2 separate regions of the Ovis aries genome follow, and region 1 is linked to region 2. Evidence: chromatin contacts called from public Hi-C data. All regions are on one chromosome and are shown on one strand. Each heading gives the region's core, a stretch centred on a gene start, on an enhancer-like site or on the middle of the called end of the contact. The rest is flanking DNA. Distances are from core to core; before and after follow the strand shown.

Region 1 (3,472 bases), core at 26-2,525, 830 kb before region 2:
AGTTATTTCCAAATCAGATTCTCCTCTTCCAATTGCTCCCTTATTGTAAGCTCCTGAGTGAGGAGGCCTCCGTTAGCCTTTCATCAGCATCAGCAAGAGCCTCAGTGTCTGAGGGGCTGCTCTGGATTTAAAGGATGTACTGTAAATATTTCCAGACATATTTCCAGGAAAAATAGTGGGCTTGCACGTTTTCAGGGTCTAGAGATCCCCTTGTTGACTTTGCCTTCCATCTTTCCAGAAAACCATGGCTGGCTGGTTCCAAACCCTGATGACCCCCGTGAGGAGAATTACAGCCCAAACTTGGGGGCACTGATCTCACTGCCTCCTGGCAGATAATGAAGGCATTGATAATATGGTACCTTGCACACGGTGAGTCTAGGTAAGGTTATTGTACTATTGAAAATGGGGTACCAATGCCAAAGTGAGTTTACAGCATTTAAAAGATAATAATAAATCAGTTGGAAACCCTGTGTGTGAATATGCTTAGCTGTGTTCAACTCTTTGCGACCCCAAGGATTGTAGCCTACCAAGCTCCTCTGTCCATGGGATTTCCCAGGCAAGAATTCTGGAGTGTTGCCATTTCCTTTTCCAGGGGATCTTCCCAACCCAAGGATCGAACCGGCTTCTCTTGGGTCTCCTGCACTGACAGATGGATTCTTTACCACTTAGCCACCTGGGAAGCCCATACTGGAAACTGAGAAGTTATTAGTATCACCAGGGGAATAGATGGATCTAGATTTCTCGGATCCCTGTGAATGGAACCTTGACCGTCCAAATCTGGCAAGCAAAATAGTGCAACATCCTGCTTGGTGTGTGGCAGTATGGGGGCTTCGAGGAAATTCAAGGTCTATGGTCCCAAGGTTCAATGTTGTTGGGCCAGAATTTTTCAGAATTTACACATGTAACCCCATGAGGTAGGCCCATACTCATTGAAAATTTCAATCACCATTGAAACCCTAGCACATGCAAGCAAGGTGCTGGCGGGCCCAACCTGTGAAAATGTGCAAGGCCTGGAGAGAAAGGGATTAGGTATTTCTACGCCAACCAGTGGAGGTCAGTGTTGAGTCACTGATCGCCCGTGCTAACTGCATGCAGAAGTTAGCACAGTAGACAAGCAGAAGTTACCTTGCTCCTAGAAAAAAGAAAAAGGACACTCCAAGAAGAAAACTGTGGGGCTGAGACACACGTCGAAGTGTAAAAAGCAGCTCTGTGCTGCTGAAGGACGACGGCCAGGTGTAGCCTCACGCTTGGGAACTGCCTAGTGACAAGCTGTGTGGAGGGCTGAGCATGTACCCAGAGCTGGCCCTGTCTTTTAAACTGACTACTTCCTGGAAGCTCTCTCAGCTGAGACATTCTGGGATCCCAAGAGAGCATTCTGATCTCTTCATTATCTCAGTGAGTTTTTAAAAACTAGGAGAGGCTGGAAGTTGCTTCCCAAGGGTAAACTTGCAGGCAATATGTTTCTTAGGGTCATGATCCTTATTTCTGTAAAGTTTAAAAAGCCTCCTCAAACATTCCTGCCAAACAGGGAGTCCAGCCCATTGCTGGCTTGCTCGTGGTCACTCTCTGGGTGGGCCACCCTGATTAATCTCTAGACATCGCCCAAGGAGAAATTGAGAGTATGAGGGAGGAGCCGGGGTAGTGAGCTCCAAAACTAATCCACTAACCTCGGAGGGGAGGGGAGCTGGGGGCAGCAGAAAACTCCAAGAGGCCATTGACGCTCTTGTGTTTCTTCACCTCAGCTCACTCAATGGCCGCAAGTTTTATCCCCATCATTTGAGAATTTGAGGAACTGAGTGGAGTATTTATTCAAATCAAATACTCAAGCCCTTGGAGTTTCATTCAGCGTAATCATTTTGGTCGTCATTATTAAAGTGACTTGGCTGGACTGGAGGGCAGGCAAAAGTTTTGGTGTGCAGGAAAGCCCCACTTCATATGGGTTTAACATCCATGTAGGTAGTGGGTATACCTTCAGATGCTTCTTTTTCTTCATCAAAGGGCCGCTAAGGAGGATGGACGGAAGCTCTCTCTGTTTGTTCATGCCTGGGGTGTTGTAGCAATGAGTTACTCACAGGTACCCTATCTGGGTGCTCTTTATTCCTCGGAGAGGGTGAGTCCTGCATAAAGCTCTGACAAGCAAAGGGCAGTTTTTGAAATGGCAGCGGAAGGAGTGCTTCTTCTGAGTTTGGTAACCTTCGTTACATGCCTATATGCTTTATTTTAAAAGACTTTCAGTTTCTTTTTTTACGGCCAACCAGGGCTGGACACTGGTGATAGATATTTCTCTTCTGATGTGGTTTCCGTGCCCTTTAATCAGCAGAAGCTGCCCCTGTTCTTTTCCCACCACAGTCTTCTGAGCACCTATGCCTCTGTTCCTGCCCCTTTCTGTCTGCCACACTCCTTGGTTTGTGTCCTCTACCACCTACTGCCCCCAAGATAGCCAGCCATCTCTCCTGAACGGTGAAATTCCATTCATTCTTCAAACCTCCTTCAAACGTCACCTCTTGCATAAGGCCTTCACTGTCCCTGCCCAGCCTTTTTTTTTTTTTTCCTCCAGGCAAAATTAAATCATTGCCTGCTCAAATTAAATCATTGCCTGCTCAAATTAAATCATTTCCCGCTCATCCTCCCCTTCAAAGAGTGTTAGGGGCATTTTGTTAGTGTATACACACATATGTGTGGACAAACAGCTAAATAGAAAAACTTAAGCAACGCAGGAGAGAGATCATCAACCCCCCCCCCCCATTGTTGCCATTGGGAGAATGAAGACAACACAGTACAGGCAGTAATCACAGAGTGAAAGTGAAAGTCGCTTAGTCGTGTCCAACTCTTTGTGATCCCATGGACTACACAGTCCCTGGAATTCTCCCAACCAGAATACTGGAGTGGGTAGCCTCATCTCCAGGGGATCTTCCCAACCCAGGGATCAAACCTAGGTCTCCCGCATTGCAGGCAGATTCTTTAGCAGCTGAGCTGCAAGGGAAGAGGAAATCACTCCAAAGAAGTGGTGAAATGAGGAGACAGTTTTTCTAGATCGTTTGTAAACAGAAGAATTTTCAACTGCTGTCCCCAAACCAGCGGGGCCTATAATACCACTCCTCCATAATAGCGCAGAGAAGACAGTTTGGAGTAGTCATTTTATGGAGCCCATTTTAGAGGAGGCCAAAATCATCTTAAGTTTCTGCCTTTGCCCAGATGTGTGCAGTTTCAACTGGGAATGGGAATAGCCAGCGCTACAGAAATGTAGCTGTTAAAGAATCTCATGTTTGGAATCTAAACTGTCACATCAGAACAGCTTTTTAAAATTGCAGACAGAGTTCTCTGTAGTTAATAAAATCACTCTGGGAGTAACTAATCTGACCAATCTTCCAGGTTAAGCTGGGACACGGACAAAGTGAAACAGAGAAGAGCATCAGCAAACAGCACAGAACCGTGAAACTGAATACAGGAATCCAGACGGGGACAAGGTGCG
Region 2 (3,463 bases), core at 439-2,938:
GTTTGCTTTTTCAGCCACGGCACATGGCATGTGGAATCTTAGTTTCCCTGACCAGGGATGGAACCTGCACTCCTGACAGTGGAGGCCCAAAGTCCTAACCACTGAACCACCAGGGAATTCCTGGGGCTGTTTTTTAGTTTTCCAAAATGAGAAAAAAAATATCGTCAGATGACTTTTCTGCACCCTGGAAACCAGAGCCTCACCTGGAATCATAATGTAAAGCTTCAGACTCAATCTGGTGGACAGGTTCACCACTCACACATTCTTTCTCACATCTTTATCATTTATTACCTGATAGATTTTCCCTAAAAAAGATATTATTAAAGGCCAACCTCAAACCTTTTAAAAAGTACCTATGAAATGTGATCTACATTCATGATTAAGATAGTGTTTTCAAAATTTTATGAATTTTATTTAACAATTATTATAGTACTTTTTTATGTACCAAGTATAATCCTAAGAGCTTTACAAAATTAACCTATTTAATCCTTAAACTAATGAAACATTTACTATTATTAACCTCATTTGTAGGTGAGAAAATTAAGTCACAGAGAGGTTAAGTAACTTACACAAGGTCACACAGCTAATAAGTGACAGAACCAAGAAGTCAAACCCAGTGACATTGTGTGCTGAGGTCACTAGGCTATGCTGCCTCTATAAAGGGCCTGAAAAATAGATAGATAGATGTGCCGTGCTGTGCTGTGGTTACTCAGTCATGTCTGACTCTTTGTGACCCCGTGAACTGTAGCCTGCCAGGCTCCCCTGTCCAGGGGATGTCCCAGGCAAGAACACTGGAATGAGTTACCCTGTCCTTCTCCAGGGGATCGAACCCAAGTCTCCTGCATTGCAGGCAGAGATAGATAGATTTTTAATATATATTTATCATATATAAAATATATACTGTGTGCTCAGTAGCTCAGTCATGTCTGACTCTTTGCAGCCCCACGGACTGTAACCCACCAGGCTCCTCTGTTCATGGAGGTTTCCAAAGGAATGGGTTGCCATTTCCTACTCCAGGGGATCTTCCTGACCCAGGGATTGAATGCACATCTCCTGCATCTCCTGCATTGGCAGGCAGATTCTTTACCACTGAGACACCTGGGAAGCCCCATAAAATATATACTATATGCATATATTTTTGTGTGTAAATGTTATATTTTATACATGTACATATGTATATATGTGTGTGTGTATGTATATATGAGAGAGAGCAGGATTGTAAGTGCAGTTTTCCAAATGGCCCTCTTTTGGGGTGTTTTCAAAGCATGGCTAAAACCCAGAAAAGCTCTATATAATTTTTCTGTAGCTACATCCTCTTGCAGAGGCTAGAGGACTGGATTCATAAATGTCGGCTTCTCCTCTGACAAATGAGGTAGCTAAATCAGAAGAAATAGTTCGTCAAGTGAGTGTAAGAAGCGTCAGAATGCAAAATTATTATTTCCTGGAAGGCTGACCAGGTAATTTTCCTCTTTAGATCTAACTCTGGGAGGTGTCCTGACTCAGTATTCAGTAAGCTAACTCCGGACTCTTCTTGTGCCTTTTGGACTAAATATAATGCGAGTTTGTTCTGTTCAATAGTTCATATTCTAATACTTATATGCAGGTATAAGTTTAAATTTCTAGGGTCTCACGCCTGCCGATTCACGAAAAAGGTAACGCTCAAGTAAACAAGTGGGGCGTTCTAGCTACTGGTGCAACTGCGCCCCCTGCCGGCGCTTGGCCGGCCAGCCGGCCTCATCAGGGGGGCTCTCCCGCTCCCCCCAGCACAGCGCAAACTTTTAGCCCTTCCCCTCTTTTGCAGCTTTCCAACCAAGCCAAACTGGCTTAGCGCTGCCCTAAGCTAAGCACAAGTGCACTTAGCGCTGAGCATCGAAGGTAAATCAAAGCCTCGCAGCCTTAAAGTATCTCACGGTCTATCGGGGCACACCCGAAGCAGCCCATTAGAATGCAGCTGCAGCCGCCTCCTGTCCCATACGTTTGCAACCACAAGTGGCACGCCAGAGCCTGAACCAAACAGCATAGTACAATGCCCTTTTGTTGGAAAGGAGGACTGTGACTCACCCCATCATTTTCTGTGTGCGCAGAAACCACGGCCTGCACAGGAGCGACCGGGCCAATCGGTCGGTGCTTCGCTGAAGCCCCAGGTTACCTGGAAGCTGTCCCAATAGCGAGCTCTCCAGAGTGGGCGCCAGAGGGACTGCACAGAAAACTCACGATTAAGGTTAACAGGGGCCAGGAGGAGATCTATGCATTCGGATATTAAATTAGTAAGTAACAAGTGCATTAAAAATATGTGACTAAGACCTCTGATGCATTAGTAACAAGATGCTAGCTTAGCTTCCCAACTAGACTTTATTGGATTTTTTTAAAAACAGAATTTTATCTGTTTGTGTTTTTCAAACTAGGCCAAGAGGCCTCCTCGATTTCTAAAATACAAAAATTGTTTCTGTTCCTCTTCTCAAACCAAATCAGACTCTGGACACACCCAGCAGCTCACTGTGTCTTTTAGTTAACTCTCTGTCGCCTTTCACTTTAGAGAAAGTTCTGCTGGTAACAAAACCTGCTATACTAGTCAAGAGGGAAAAGGACTTGAAGGAAAAGGAAGAACATGTTTTTAGTAATTGTTGTCAAAACATATGAGGATAAGAAGTAAAAGAAGTGGAGAAATATGCCACTCCATGCAGGAGTCACTCTGGACAAGTGTTTCCGAGCTATGGCCTATAGGTCAGCCATCACGGCAACCGAAGAAGAATGTAATTACAAATGAGGACCTGTGAGGAATCTCTAAGACGGTTCCCACAAAGGGTACAGTGGAGAAAAAAAAAAAATCTGTGCAAACGAAGAAAGGCAACACTGGAACCTCATGAGAGCAGAGAAGAAGAAAAAGGTGAAAAGGGAGAGAGAATGAGGTGGGAAGCAGAGAGAAGGGGTGACTGTGAGGAGCCACAGGCAGGCTGCATCAGGGTGAACATCTCACGTTTATAATTTAATGTAAATAATGCACGGCTTTGTAAAAAAGCAGGCAAGGAAAGAAGAACTTCAGTGTCCTCATACACATACACACAGAGTCAACATGTGAAAATGCAGACAGTGCAGAAGAGCATAATGTAGAAGTGAAAGTCTCTCCCCCACCAACAAACAGCTATTAATGGCAGAGCAGAGGTGCAAGGGGTCGGGACAGGCAGGAGGCCAGGCAGCCCTGAGACAGCAGCTAGAGGCCAGCCCTGGACATTGTGGTCTAAACCGAAGGCTTTCAGTTAATGGCTTCACGGGAAGCCCTTACACAGGCTTCCCCCACCCCTAAAAATCCTCGCCTAATTCTCAGCAAATGTAAGAACTGTGGCCAAAAAACGACAGCCACCTCCCTATTTGATTTAATCAGAAAAACAAACAAACAAACACACCACCTCTATTTTTATGCATGCCTGATACGTTAAGAATGCACCTGAAGCAAATTTGAACA

The links. A called contact is a pair of places that touch in the nucleus more often than the background predicts.
Region 1: a contact with region 2 is called in a Hi-C map of hypothalamus, with 4 times the contacts expected there. The contact joins two enhancer-like sites. A contact is called at or near these places in 7 of 16 Hi-C or Micro-C datasets (blood, hypothalamus, liver and 2 more).

What each region holds. Positions count from the first base shown.
Region 1 is chr10:20,589,949-20,593,420 of ARS-UI_Ramb_v3.0, reverse strand. No RefSeq gene overlaps it. Among named protein-coding and RNA genes, the nearest start is that of DLEU7, 35 kb to the left of the region's middle. Within about 2 kb of position 1,275, at least 11 of the 54 cell types and tissues checked have an H3K27ac peak or open chromatin away from gene starts, as enhancers often do. A contact at or near this core is called in hypothalamus, where this site is marked.
Region 2 is chr10:19,759,161-19,762,623 of ARS-UI_Ramb_v3.0, reverse strand. It overlaps LOC105608011 (a long non-coding RNA gene), which reads left to right. Exons shown (of 6, transcript XR_006060930.2): 4 at 2,085-2,267. Among named protein-coding and RNA genes, the nearest start is that of SPRYD7, 13 kb to the right of the region's middle. Within about 2 kb of position 1,688, at least 38 of the 54 cell types and tissues checked have an H3K27ac peak or open chromatin away from gene starts, as enhancers often do. A contact at or near this core is called in hypothalamus, where this site is marked.